Regions from separate parts of the Mus musculus genome. Here regions 2 and 3 are each linked to region 1. A link is a contact called in public Hi-C and HiChIP or PLAC-seq data. All regions are on one chromosome and are shown on one strand. The core of a region is the stretch at or near the end of the contact, and the rest is flanking DNA. Distances in the headings are between cores, read along the strand shown. Region 1 holds the start of Zfyve9 (zinc finger, FYVE domain containing 9). Region 2 overlaps Zfyve9 (zinc finger, FYVE domain containing 9). Region 3 overlaps Txndc12 (thioredoxin domain containing 12 (endoplasmic reticulum)).

Region 1 (4,749 bases), core at 603-3,102:
TGTAGAAAAGACTGCTATCAGACAGGAGACCCTAGGTTATAGGGACTCCTTGCGGCTTTTCTCTCGGTTGGATGCCCCTTGGTGGTGGTGCCGAAGTACTGAGTTCTTAGAGATGCTGTGAGGATGAATCACCATTTCCTCCGAGCTGGTTTCTGTCGTTACAAAAAGGGGATAGTGATTGTGTGTGTGTGTGTGTGTGTGTGTGTGTGTGTGTGTGTGTGTAATGTGACTCAGAGATAAGTGGCAAAGGCAGACTTGGGACTGTACAGGAACAGCTTTCATTGATGAGAAAAGAACTGCTAGGTTATATTTTTCTCTGGGTGGCTGCTCAATTATTACTTGAACAGCTCCTGGACTCCTTATGTAATTTCCCCATGTCTTGTTACTATTATCCCATAATCTAAGGTAAGGCAAGATTGCTTATAATATTTTATAATATTTTCATGCAGGAAAAATGTGCTGGTTCTATTTTGATATCTGCTGTGCTGTAGAATGTCAAAGGATCCAGTGTACTAGGTTCTCCTCTTCAGAGGAGGATGTTACATAAATGCACGAGTGAAATTCAGGGAAATTTCACTTAGACCAGGATGATGAGAATGACCTTTTGATAGGAACACACACACACACACACACACACACACACACACACACACGCGCACACGCACACACACACACACACACACACACACAGACACACACGAGCGGGGTTGGGGAGTGTGGTGGGATAAACACACACAGATGGGCACAATCTCCAGATTAAGAATGACTAAGTAAGTGTTAGGGTGTTCTGGAATTAACAAAAATTGGAACTATAGGCCCGTCCTTCCATCCCCAACCTTCACAACCAGCTAGGCAGGCAGGAGAAAACAGAGGTTCAAAAATATTACATAACTTGCCAGGGTCATAAAACTCTACATGATGTAACTGGAACCAGTGGCATCAGGATCTGCCTGACACCAAAGTCCTTGCTTGTTCCAGTATAGCTCCCAGAAACAAAACCAACCAACCAACCAACCAAACAAACACAGTATTTGGGAATTTGAGGGACCAGGGGATTTAAAATTTTTTTTTTCTTTTTCCTATTTCCCTTCTGACAGTCTTTAGTTGTGACGTTATGTTAGCATCCTAGAGGCTGGGCAAGATCAAACAGGAGGCATTTGTAAACAAAATGACTGCATAGCCTTTAATATAACCACAACAATTTCCTTCTTTCAGAGTTTTTATCTAGGATTTGATAAGGGGTGGGTGACCCAGAAGTGGTAGAGGTGGTGGCCAGGGTTAAGTTAGTAAAAGGATGAGTCTTTTCTTACCTTTAAGTTGTTTATCGGTTTCAGGACAACCCGTTGGTTATTCTCTTCTCTTTGTCAGCGTTTTTTAAATTTTGTTTTGTTTTGTTTGTTTGTTTTTTGTTTTCTCCCCCCTACTTTGTAGGTAAGGATAGGGTTTAAGGAATTCTATAGCACATTTCTGTAGTGAATCTGCACAGTAGCTCCAAAAAAGTTGAGGTCAAAGATGATTCCTTTATCTGCTTTGGGAAGGGATTGTGCATGTGCTTAGGAAAAGAAAAAAGGGATTTGTTCTGGGTCACGCTCCTTTCATACTGACGCACTGAGGGAATTAAAAGGGACCCCCTGTCTCCACGAGAAATGAACCGAGATTCCCTCACATTCCCGCTCTCGGAGACGAGTGACGAAAGCATTCACATACCTTCTTGGAGGGAAGAAAAAGGTGCTGGGGTCTGACGGGGGTGGGGTGTGGGGGGAGCCGACAGCTTCCGGCTCCCGGGAAGCCGCGTCAGGGGCGGGCCACGGGCCGCGGGCGGCGCAGGGCGCACGGGGCCCCGCCACCCCCAGGCCGCGCTGCCTCGCGTTCCCTGCCGCTCGTGCCCGGTGCGGCCGCCGCAGTCCCGGCGCCGTAGCGGGACGTGGGGTCCAGGGGGCGCTGTGGCCCAGCGGCGCGGGCGGCTGAAGCGGCCACCGCGGCGGCGCCCGAGGCTTCGCCGAGCCCGTCTGCCTGCATCGCCTCGGTTGTCCCGCCGTAAGCTGCGCCCCCGGCCGCGCTCGGCCGCGCTCGGCCGCGCTTTCCCGGACCCGCGTGGCTGAGGCGGCTGGAGGGGCGCTGGGCCTCAGTCCCGGCCGCTGAGACCGCAGCCCCCTCAGGAGTGCGAGGCTTCGCGGCGGAGCCCCGCTGAGGACGAGGCTCTCGGCTGAGTGACGACCCCCGGGCCATGGAGAGGCGGTGAGTGTGGCGCGCTGCGGTTCGGGGCTCGTCTGCTTGCGCCGCCCAGGGGTCCTGGCGCCAGCTATTGGGCCGGGCGGACGGAGCGTCCTGCCAGTGCGGCCGCCGCGGGCACCCCGGAGCTCTGGGGCCTCGGCCCTTTCTCCGTGGGTCCCCGGGAGATTGAAGGCGTGCGGGGGGCGACTAGGCCCCGAGTCGCCGGGAAGCCCTTAGCCGGGCCTGGGTTCCGGCGCGGCCGGGTACGTGAAGATCGGGCTGGCGGCCGCACCGGTGCCCTTCGCGTTTGTCCCGGGCGGGGCCGAGCGTGCCTTCCTTCCCAGGGCCCTTCGAGCACATCCCGGAGGGAGGCAGAGGACGCTTGTTTGCAAACAGCTTTGGCTTGCCTGCTCCGCGTACTGAGTCCTGCGGAGCCACCCCCTGGGTGGGGAGTGGTGAGTATTGAGGTGCAGAGAGTGCGGGGCACTCGGAGCCCCTGGTACTCCAGGAGTAGCATTCACGCCTCCCTTGCTGGAGACACAGCCTTTTGCGTCCTTTTTTGAGGTGAAATTTCATCACCTGCCGCTAGCTCATCCTTTCCTCCTTATGTTACATCTTGTCTCTGAGCGAGGTCTGCTTTGGAGAAAGCCCCATCCCATCTTTGCTATGCTAAGTTTCCTAGCTACTCACAGTTAAAAAAAGAAAAAAAAAATCTTTTAGGAAGATGTCTTTTCCACCTTTAGAGAGACAGGAAATGTTTTAATGCCCCAGTCCTTGGTACAAAAATGTTTTACTCAAATAGAGAACGGATGGCAAGAAGATTTTAAATCATACTAATTACCCTAATTGCAAGGACATGCCGAAAATGGGATATAAACTCAGTTGTACAAGAAAAATGATTTGTTTTGTTCTGGTAAGGATGTAAAAAAAAGTTAGTGATTGTAGTTTGACATTACACGTCAGATATTGGGTGCTTCTTGTTTATGATAAATGTGATTACAGGTTATTCTCATTTTTCTACTATATAGGACTTATATGTACATCTAGAACGTCAATGCATGAAAATATGTATATATAGTAGAAAATTTGGATACGCAGAGAGGTACTATATTGGCTTTCAATATGTACTTAATAACTGGAGAGAGATTACTAGTAATGTCATATGTTTTGATGGTCATTCAAAGTTTACAGTGAGAGTGTACTGATTTATAAAATTATTATTATATTTTGGAATTAAATTAAGAATGCCTGACTGGTCCACTTTACAGCCAGACATTTGTTTAAAATTTATAAAATATGTTACTAATTATCAGAGTTAGAGCCATCAGTTAATATGCATAGTTACCTGTAAGACTCCTGACTTAACCTTCCTACAGAGCGTGGGAATCTCCTGAGGTCTAAGGGGGTCATCATGTTGATGAATTTTGAGGACCCATTGTGTTAGTGTTGTAGCCTTGCCTTTGTCAGATCTTGTGTAAGCATTTTTAACTGTAAAACATTGGCTTGATTAGTATGTTGGTTAACTTAGGTTTTAAAAGTCGAATTCTTTTCTCAGTGTGTCTCTAAAGACCAATGTTAGAATTGGGGGTACTGATTAAAATATTCTATTCCTGGTCCCCTAAATCAGAATTGTAGGTATAACTCGAAGATCTTGATTTTTTTAAATCAACCTTCCTGATTCTTAGTACTACTAAATTTGGACATAATTGATAAAAGAGATTCGCTTAGGTGGACACAATTGTCCTCTCTCTAGCAAAACTATTACTCTTAAGTGGCTTACAGATGGTCTTCATAGCAACAGATAATGGTTTTGTAATGCAGATAGAAAAACAGCTGTTTCAGTCAACAAACATGGTAAGCCTTTGGTGGGAATGTTAAGGAAAACTATCTGGTTATTCATCTTGGCAATGAATAAATGTCAATATTGTCTGTAAAATGCTGTTAGGTATTTAGAAGGCTTTTAGAAGACAGCATACAAAAAGTATTGTATAAATTTTTAAAATATAATTTTAGGTGATAATAATATCAGGTTCTGTTTTAGGTGTTCTGGGAAATACAAAAATGACCAAGGTTTCTGCTAGCAATTAGCTAATTGTGGAAGCAGGACAAGTTTAATTAACTGTTACATGGCTGGGTCAGAAAAGTGTTGTAACTGAGTGAAATGAGGTAGATCTCTGCTTAGGGCTTCTGTGTCTCATCCAGGATCTTGCCCTTCAAGATGCATCCCTAAGGAATGGGAGGTCACTCTAGAAGAGGACTTGCTTAGAATGTGTAAGCCCCCCAGTTTAATTCTCAGAATTGAGAAAAAAATCATATGGAATGTTCCTTTATTTTCCAATTCCTGATTCAATGTTTTCTTTAAAGAAAGAGTAGCATGTGTCGCTTGGGAAGTACTAGTTTTATATTAACTCCCTAGTGAAGAAAGAACAAGTGAATGAGTAGGGATGAACTCATTCCTTCCTCTGCTGCTAAGCTGCCACTTTTATTCCATTCACTGAAGTTTATTTGGCTCCTCTTATGTGCTGGCCACAGACT
Region 2 (4,749 bases), core at 1,014-3,513, 110 kb after region 1:
CTTCTCCCCTCAAGCCTCTCCATGCTCTCCGTAGTCACTCAGTCAGATTGGGCTCTGCCCTTCCCCTCTCCACCTGTCATGCAGAGGCCTGTGGACCCCAGCTCCTGACTCCCTCTCTAGGTACTATACCAACAGCTCTTGGCTACCCAGAGAGAAGATGGATCCACTGTGGACTCCCCACATTGGACTTTACCCTGCCTTCTCCTGGCTGCAGAGGAATAATTATTCTTCATATATGGAAAGTATTTGTAATAGAAGCCAACAGGCAAATGTTGGAAGACTCCTTTTTGCTTTATGAAGGGTCTCCAGTTGCCAGTTCACCAATAAATCTGATACCCATAATTAGGATATAATCTGGTTCAATATTGATCAGGGTTGTATGCACAGAAATGAGCTTACTGGCAGTCACAAAAGCTGCTCTTTGTTCCTGTCCCCACTGGAAACTAGCTCCCTTTCTAGTAACCATTTAGAGGGTCTTTATAATAATCTATAAATATGGTATTTGATTTCTCTAATATGCAAGCATACCAATTAGGAACTGTATCTGAGTTTTGTCCCTGGGTGGTGGGATTAAAGGTGTGTGCCACCACTGCCTTGTTCTCTGTAACTCCAGAATTTGGAAAATAACTAATTTATAGAGATCAGCCTGTCTTTGCTAGGATTAAAGGCATGGCTACCACTGCCCTGCTCATATATTATATCTTAGCTCCAAATTGTTCCAACTCTTAAAGATTTAGAAAACAAGTTGTAACTATAGTAACCCTTTGAATTTACTTAACACTATTTTAATCTCTTAACTGTGTTTTTTAATACTAAACAGCAAACATCCTTTCCAAAAACATTTTATTCCAGTAAGACAAGTGTGCCTTTGTTAAATTATTCAAAAATACTATTTTTTATTTTTTCCTGCATGATCATATGAAAAGCATTTGTTAGTCTTTATGAGTTAGTTTGGACTGAATGACCAAGCTGTCTGATAAACTATGGACTCTCCTTATTCAGTACGTCTCTACTGTTCAGATCTACTCTTTATCACTTGATGTATCCACAGCTTTTCTCCTCCTGTGGAAACAAAGACAAAATTTCTTTTTCAACCTAACACATAGCCCAGTTTACACTCGGAGGGCAGCACATCTTTAAAAACACACAGGCCAGTTAACTCAGAAGTTTTGCTCTGCTAGCCAGTGTCTCTACAGCTGCTGTTATATGACCTGAAGAGTATGTTTAATATTTTTCTCAGAAGCATTTGTTATTTTATGGTTTGTTTCTGAGATTGGGGGAATGTTTATCTGTGTTTTGCATTGCTACAACAAATCACATTCCCATAAATTCATGACTCTGTTAGCCATATATGGCTTTAATTTTTCTCTTTGTCCTTCTGGCCCTATAAACTCAACCCATCTTGGACTTTGTTTCACCTGAAATAAAGTTCCAGTCTCTAGAAGCCGATTATTTACCTCCTGAAGGTGCGAAGATTTTGGTGGAATTATTGTTACATTCGCACCTGTGTCTACTAAGCCTTAAATTTCAATGCCATTTATGTGTATTTTTGGATTTGGCCTCTGATCATTTTTAGCAGTTTGCCAAAGTATTTGTTTTCTTGTTTCTCCTGAATTTTTTGTTTTATCTACGGAAGTTTGTCCTTGATTTCATCCAGAACAGTGTTGTTTTTAACAACAGGCATTGACTTTAGCTGCTCTCTAGATACGGTTCTCCAATGCTGACAGGAAATGATTGAATCAAATTGGATTTCAGGACCTGACGGAGGCCCTCTAGGGTGTTTCCCATGGCAAAGGATTACCTTGACTGTCCCTTGTTGATCTGTGTTTATTAGTCCAATACCGGCCTTTAATTACCACATCTTCTGTTAGGGCCTTCATTTTGGGTTATCTCTAGGAAAAAAAAAACCAAAACCAGTATTTCCAGGATCATCTTGCCTACAGTCCCTTCCCAGATGACCTTGCTTACCACAAGTAAAACATCTGATGTTTTGATTTTTCTTAAAACTTTCTCCTATCAGAGTAGCATCATAAACATAAGATCCAATACCAGCCGTATTTCCAATCCATTTATCTATTGGTGTTAATCTCATCTTTAAAGACCTAATCACCCTTTTGCATTCTGAATTAGCAGTTTCAAAAGCCAGTGATTCAGTTGGTATTTTTCTGACTTCTGAATCTGATACTATTCTATTTACAGATGAAGTCAATCTTTGCAAAAAAAGTAAGTGAAGGCTTATTTTAGGCCTTGTATAATTTTAGTATATGACTCAGACCTCTTTCCTGATTTTTCAACCTTGTCCCAAGCATTTAAAGCTGTTAAAACAACACAGTGTCAAGGTATGATCATCAAATTCAAGCTGCCTTTGTAACTCGGCATATTAACCTTCACCTAGCAACTGAGCTTGGGAAATATTGATACCTCTAGCCCTAATTCACTCTTCTATGACCCTTAGCTTCCTCTTTCCACCATGTTCACCATTGGATCTGAGAACCCTCTAATATTTTTGTAAAGATTTATTTATTTATTTTATGTATATGAGTATACTGTAGGTGTCTTAAGACACACCAGAAGAGGGCATCAGGTCTCATTATAGATGGTTGTGAGCCACCATATAGATGCTGGGGATTGAACTCAGGACCTCTGGAAGAGCAGTCAGTGCTCTTAACTGCTGAGCCATCTCACTAGCTCAAGAGAACCCTCTAATATTGCTGTTGTCAAATCTTTCTAGTCTTGAAGGATAATTCTGAGATGCCCACGAACTAAGTGCTTCAAATAGGGTGAATACACACCATCCAAAACAATCGTTTCCTTAAATTTCCTCAAATCTAATATGTCTATAGGATTCCATTTAGTTTCTTCATACCCTTAGGGGTACCTATTGTCTGCTGGTAGTTCTTGTACAGTATCTGGATAAACTAAGGTTGGTTTTCTAACAACCCAGGGCCATCCCTTTTTAGTGTCATCATGCAGTGGTACCATAAGTTCTTGTCTAAATTCCTCTGTCTGTGTCTGAATATTTCTGTTATTTTTATCTATAAGTCTTTCTAAAGCTTGTATCTTATCCATTTTTCATATTTGGCACAAAAACCACCATGGCTATTAAGGATAAATATTAATTACTAGACTGATAGTAATTATCACCAGTATTATGTCAATTTCAATTAAGTCATTTATCTTTTCATTTTCTTCTAGTAATTAGCACTATACAGGGTCCTAATACCCTATATTATGATATTTTTCATACTTAAGGTAGGAGAGAATTTTCTTTTTAGTATTACTTAACTCTCTCCTTGAGGACTTCCAGATGACTTACCAAATCTGGTAGCTTCTTATTTTGTTCACAGCTGGCATGATTTCTCTGACCATGTGGTCGTGGTCCTGTTATGTGTTGGAGCACCAAATATTGTTTTGTTTTGTTTTTTAACAAAATCTCAAACATTTGATTTTACCAATGAAGACCTAGGAGCCAGATGTTGGGGTGAAATCCTGCTAGCTCAGAGAAAGCACCCAGCTGACCTTCCTCCTCAGCAATGTCTCATCAAGAATGCCCCACTCTCACTGTCTCAAAAAACCTCCTTCAAACTGACTGTCCCACTTCTACCTTCTGTGTGTCTGTCCATCCTCCTGACTCCCTCTTACTGAGTGTTTTTTCTTAATAATCTCATGCTCACTTCCCTTCAACTGGTTGCTTGCTCTTACCTCTTGACTTATAGTTGGCTTTATTTAATATTGTGTATAATATTAAAGCAGAAAGTTCTTCAATTAAAGGAGTATGCTAAGGCTGGGCCACACCACAGCTAAAAACAGATTTTTCCTGCAAATAACACAATCCCAGGGATCACAATGTGATCAAATATCCTGCAACTTATCCATTAGAGAGTCTTAAATATATGTACCTGCTTGGTTGCCAGGGAATGCTTCTGGCCACTTGTACGAGTAAAATGACACAGATCTTAGTGACAACACTGAAACTGATTCTGACTGTAGCAGTTTAAATGAGAATGGCCCCATGGGCTCACCTATTTGAATTATTAGTCCTCAGTCACAGGATCTGTTTGGGAAGAATTGGGATGTGTGGCCTTGTTGGAATAGGTGTCCTTGTTGGAGTTTTGTCACTGGGGCTGGACTTGAGATTTCAAAGCCCATGCCAGGCCCAGTCTCGTCTCGTCTCGTCTCGTCTCGTCTCGTCTCGTCTCGTCTCGTCTCGTCTCGTCTCGTCTCTTCTCTTCTCTTCTCTTCTCTTCTCTTCTCTTCTCTTCTCTTCTCTTCTCTCTCTCTCTCTCTCTCTCTCTCTCTCTCTCTCTCTCTCTCCCTATAACTTGTGTTTCTAGCACGTCTACTTTCCATGCTGTCTATCTGCCATGATGGTAATGGACTAGTCCTCTGAAATAGTAAGCAAACCTCCAATTAAATGCTTTCTTCTATAAATTGCCTTGGTCATGGTGTTTCTTCACAGCAATAGAACAGTAACTAAGACACTTTTATACTGCCTTGTCTTACTTTCCTATGTGAACAATTATTAACCACTAAAAAAGGATTTAGTATATAGTTTTGTAATTACATAGAGGCTTATCTCCGTTTGCATACATTGCTTTGAGTTAGGATAAGTATATCAGCTTACCACATGAGATGTTTATATTGACCCTCTTACTGGGTAAGAAAATGTAATGGTTTAGCACAAATTCCCTATTAATTCCAGAGCAATCACTAAAATAGGTGGGGTGTTGGGGAGTAGTCCTAAATCCA
Region 3 (4,749 bases), core at 1,098-3,597, 74 kb before region 1:
ACTTTTAACTTTTAACCACATAGTCATGACTACACTCCAGCCCGTGGCTACACTTTCTTACATTGGAGTTACTCACTAGAAACATCTTGTTCTCTGTGAATGTGAGTCCCAGTTTACCCCAGAAAGTAATGAAATTATGTTCATGGGAAAGAGAGTAATTTTATAGCTTGTGGTGAGGTTCTCATTTCAGGGATTAAATAGGGTCATTTATTTAAATTGCTTTAATTAGCACTGGGATACACTAGTTATATAGGGAAACACGTTTAATACCTCAATGTTGTCTGTTAATGTGTTCAGAAGGTTCTTGGATCTGTGTTTAAGCAAACAGTCTCTTTAATGAGACTCATGTCTAGAAGCATCACTGTGCAGTGCTACATGTGCTACATGTGCTACATGATCCCACACCTGTGCAGAAGAGCACGGCCTGGACGGGAGCACAGCTGCGTCATGTTTGCTCACTTACTAGGTTCTTAGCATGTTAACAAAAATCACACCCCTGACCTACCTCAGGCCTTTCTATAAAATGGGAACAATACCAATGACCCCAAAAAACCCCTTCCAAGTCTAACTCTTGATATTCTAAGATTCTGGATCACAAGAGCTGGATCCTGTATAAAGGACATAAAAGATACTTCCACGAGGAATCAGGAAGGCTGCACATAAAAGCCTCGCATGGCCAACCATCCAGTAGGTGCTCAACTGAACCACAATTTGCAGGAAGTAGTAGCCTCTACATATGACTATCTATAGAACAGCTATAGGAAGATATAAAACATATCATAATCAAAAGCTAAGGATGAAAAAACTCCAAATTTTAGTCACTTACTCAAATTCTCCCTTCCTCATTCCTCTCTAATGCTGGATGGCTAATACGTCTCTCCCGTAAACCTCAGTATTATTCTCTTGTTTTCAAGAGAAAAACAACATACAAGTAGCCCGTTCTGCCCATTTCACTTTATAATAAATCTAAAACTATACCTTAAAATCATCCCCCCCCGGGGGGGGCATCTTTAAGTCTTACCTCCAGATTTACCATAACAAAATTATGGGACAGTTCTGAAATTTCTGTAGATTCTGCAAATTTGGGTTTTAAAGCTAAGGAGAGAGAGAGAAAAAAAAGATTTTTGCAATGACAGAAACATACCCAAACACTAGTCAGCATAAATATCACTAACTTTTATTGAAGGGTCAGACATTAGCATATATATATATGTATATGTACACACACACACACACACACACACACACACACACACACACATATATATTAACCCATCTAATGGAACCATTGTTAAGTCTAAATAACTAAAATTGAGGGCCGGAAGACGGCTGAGTCTCAATCCCTAGCACTTACCAAAAAAGCCCAGCATGGTGGCACACGCATGTAATCTCAGCAATAAGTGGATCCCTGGGACTGGCTGCCTTGCTAGCCAGCTTTGCCTAATCTGGTAGCTTCAGGTTCCAATGAGAAGGAACCAGCAATATGGCTGAGCAGGTGAAAGCAACTGCCATGCAGGCCTGGCAATCTGACTTGGACCCAGAATCCATGAAAAGGTAGGAGGAGAAAACTGAACCCACGAAGGCGTCCTCTAGCATCAACCCGCACACACATGAGAACACATACAAGAATAAATAAAATGAAATGAAAAACATGATGGAAACTAATTGGAAAAAGACATCCAAGGCTGATCTATGGCCTCCACAAGAATACAAATATACATGTCCTCAACGTATATGATTAAAACAGCAAAAACAATTAATGCCTGGTGGCACACAGTTGCAGACCAGATTCTGGGGAGACTGAAGCAGAAGGGTAACTTGAACTTACTTGAGTGTAAGACCAACCTGTGACCTATCTCAATTAAAAAAAAAAAACAAAAAACAAAAAACAGGCACAGGGTGTGGTGTGGCACACCTTTATTTCCAGAGCTCCATACTCAGAGACAGGTGGATTTCTGTGAGGCCAGCTGGGACTACATAATAAGACCTTGTCTCAAAAGCAAAACAAACAAACAAAAAAAAAACCAATATGAAATAAGGACAAGAGTGGTTTTTTTTTTTTTAGAGACAGGGTCTCTCTGTGTAGCCCTGGGTGTCCTCGAACTCAGAAATCCACATGCCTCTGCCTCCCAAGTGCTGGGATTAAAGGCGTGTGCACCACTGCCTGGCAAGTAGGACAAGAGCTTTTTATTTAAAAAATACAACCATAAAACCAGGCCTGGGAACCTAGATTCTCATCCTGCTTCTGGCACTTACTTTGTTATGTGACTGCAATGTGCATCAAACTTAAGAAATAGGGACAATGAGGGTGGGTGTGGTAGTACAAGCCTTTAGTTGAGGAGACAACAGGAGGATTTCGGTCAAGGCCAGCCTGGTCTACACAGTGAGTTCTGACATAGCCAGGGCTAGTGAGACCCTGTCTCGAAAGAAATGAAGACAAACTATTCGTGGGCTGAAGAGAGTAGATAAGGGTGTCTTGTCCACTGCCTCTCCTAATGACCCCGGTTCAATCCCTGTAACCTTCACCACAGAAGAATAGACTCTCACAAGTTGTCCTCCGACCTCCAAACACTATAAAAAATAAAATACAACTGTAGTGTGTGTGACTGCATGTGCCACAGCACACATGGAGATCAGAAGACAAGTGTGGAGTCTGTGCTCTTTTACCTTCCCATGGGCTTCAGGAACCACACTCAGGCCAGACTTCTGTAGCAAATGTCTTTACCCAATAAGCCATCCCACTGCCCTCCACTGTTTGCCTTTTATAGTTATGTTTCAGTAATTTCCATTGAAAAAGGAACCACGCCGGGCATGGTGGAGCATGCCTTTAATCCCAGCACTTGGGAGGGAGAGTCAGGCAGATTTCTGAGTTCCAGGCCAGCCTGGTCTACAAAGTGAGTTCCAGGACAGCCAGGGCTACACAGAGAAACCCTGTCTCGAAAACAAAACAAAACAAAACCCAAGCATGTGCTTACTCCCAGTTGTGGAGATATGGGCCGCTTCACAGCAGCTGACTATGATTTGCCTGGCGTTCTAACAGAGCATGGCTTTCTGCAATCTTGTGACTCCGAAATTCTGGAAACATTTCAGAGGTATAGAAATGCTAAGGCCCTGAGAGGTGAGGTTGGTTGTGGTTTGTTAGTAGTTGTGCTTAAAGAAGAAACAAAAGGAAAGAAACTAGACCCAGGGATGGATGGATGGATCTCTCTCTCTCTCTCTCTCTCTCTCTCTCTCTCTCTCTCTCTCTCCCTCCCTCCCTCCCTCCCTCCCTCCACCCCTCCCTCCCTTCCTAATGATAGGAGGTAAATAGGAGGTAAAATTGGTGTGTGTGTGTAGGGGTGGCAAAAAGAACCCACAAAGTAGCAAAGATCAGCTACAGAGTCTCTCAGTGGGACCCAAGCTAGCCTTGAACTTCTGATCCCCCTGCCTCACCAAGTGCTGAGATTACAGGCATGCACTGCAGTGTCTGGCATTCACATTCCTCTTATTCATTTTATTTAATTATGTGTACATGTGTGTGTGTGGGGGGGTATGTACATGAATGTGAGTGCTCAGAGGTCAGGTGTTCCTTAGGAGGAGCTAGTGTGTACTCTTAAGCACCGAGCCATCTCTCTAGCCCCTTACTTATGTCTGAGACAGGCACTCACTCTGTTGTCAAGGGTGGCCTCACACCTGTGCCCATGCTTCTGCTTCACCCTCCTGAGAGCTGGGACTACAGGCATGAGCTGCCATGCCCAGCTGCATTTTTGAAATAGGGTTTTGCTAGTTGTCGAGTTATCAGTGAAAAATAAAACCTGACTGGTATCACAACAGGCAGAAAGAATACACACCACAGTCAAAAATATCCTCTGGTTTTGATTGGTTCCCTCCCTCCCTAAGCCATTTATGCCCCTCTGTAAAGGATTCCAGCTTCTGCTAAGATGCTCTGTCTGACATTTGGAAGTGCTCCAGGCACTCAGCAGTGCTTTGCCATTTCTGGTACATCTGAAGCCTGACCTTGGGATGAAACACTCGTACTTACCTTTGCAGGCTCCACACCAAGATTTATGGATGATCACCATCAGCGGCAAGCCACTTGAAAACAAAGAAAGTATATTATAGTAAAATCCTTCAAAAGTACTCTAACAAAATGATTGGTAATGCAGAAATGTGGTTTTTGTATGGTTTCAAAAGAAACTGTAAAACAATCCAACTACTTAAGTCATAGATTATTTTTTTAAAGACGTATTTATTATTATATCTAAGTACACTGTAGCTGTGTTCAGACACACTAGAAGAGGGCATCAGATCTCATTACAGATGGTTGTGAGCCACCATGTGGTTGCTGGGATTTGAACTCAGGACCTTCAGAAGAGCAGTAGGTGCTCTTAACTGTTGAGCCATCTCACCAGCCCAAGTCATAGATTATTATCAGAAAAACAAGTATAAATACTGATGTTTTTATAAATTCCACAGATTTGGGCTTTAAAAGTAGGGAGAAAAAAGGTAGAAGAAAAACATCAAATTACAATATTCTAAATGTTACTGTATTTCCAAATGATTACTATTACATAATTATTGAAAGGGCAAAAAGTAACTTTCATTAGTATGATAAATATAAAATAAGTAATAAAATTATTGATAAGGCCAGGGAGATGGCTCAGTGGGTAAAATACTTGCTGTGTAAGCATGACAGGTTGGGTTTAGATTGCCAGGGCCTACAGTCACTAGAACTTCTGGGACATTTTCATTTGTCTTTACAGACCCTAT

The links. A called contact is a pair of places that touch in the nucleus more often than the background predicts. HiChIP or PLAC-seq counts read pairs in DNA pulled down with a chosen protein or histone mark.
Region 2: a contact with region 1 is called in a Hi-C map of uterus, with 2.8 times the contacts expected there. The contact joins the enhancer-like site here to the promoter of Zfyve9 in region 1. A contact is called at or near these places in 9 of 39 promoter capture datasets (the 3T3-L1 cell line, the C10 cell line, the HPC-7 cell line and 4 more), 16 of 484 Hi-C or Micro-C datasets (the N1E-115 cell line, bone marrow-derived macrophages, brown adipocytes and 11 more), 12 of 115 datasets of contacts at active chromatin or transcription factors (PVALB interneurons, a beta-TC-6 cell line, embryonic limb bud and 5 more) and 2 of 9 other capture datasets (adipose tissue and pancreatic islet).
Region 3: a contact with region 1 is called in an H3K4me3 HiChIP or PLAC-seq map of embryonic stem cells, with 39 read pairs. The contact joins the enhancer-like site here to the promoter of Zfyve9 in region 1. A contact is called at or near these places in 1 of 15 datasets of contacts at CTCF or cohesin (large pre-B cells), 23 of 484 Hi-C or Micro-C datasets (B cells, the Ba/F3 cell line, CD4 T cells and 14 more), 8 of 115 datasets of contacts at active chromatin or transcription factors (the SCID.adh cell line, bone marrow-derived macrophages, embryonic stem cells and 3 more) and 3 of 9 other capture datasets (adipose tissue, liver and pancreatic islet).

What each region holds. Positions count from the first base shown.
Region 1 is chr4:108,777,942-108,782,690 of GRCm38.p6, reverse strand. Zfyve9 (zinc finger, FYVE domain containing 9) reads left to right here and starts at 1,852. Exons shown (of 19, transcript NM_001384118.1): 1 at 1,852-2,238.
Region 2 is chr4:108,667,740-108,672,488 of GRCm38.p6, reverse strand. All of the region lies in intron 13 of Zfyve9 (zinc finger, FYVE domain containing 9), which reads left to right. Among named protein-coding and RNA genes, the nearest start is that of Cc2d1b, 50 kb to the right of the region's middle. Within about 2 kb of position 2,263, at least 3 of the 459 cell types and tissues checked have an H3K27ac peak or open chromatin away from gene starts, as enhancers often do. A contact at or near this core is called in PVALB interneurons and uterus, where this site is marked.
Region 3 is chr4:108,852,494-108,857,242 of GRCm38.p6, reverse strand. It overlaps Txndc12 (thioredoxin domain containing 12 (endoplasmic reticulum)), which reads right to left. Exons shown (of 7, transcript NM_025334.3): 3 at 4,022-4,074; 4 at 1,022-1,095. Among named protein-coding and RNA genes, the nearest start is that of Kti12, 7.0 kb to the right of the region's middle. Within about 2 kb of position 2,347, at least 7 of the 459 cell types and tissues checked have an H3K27ac peak or open chromatin away from gene starts, as enhancers often do. A contact at or near this core is called in embryonic stem cells, where this site is marked.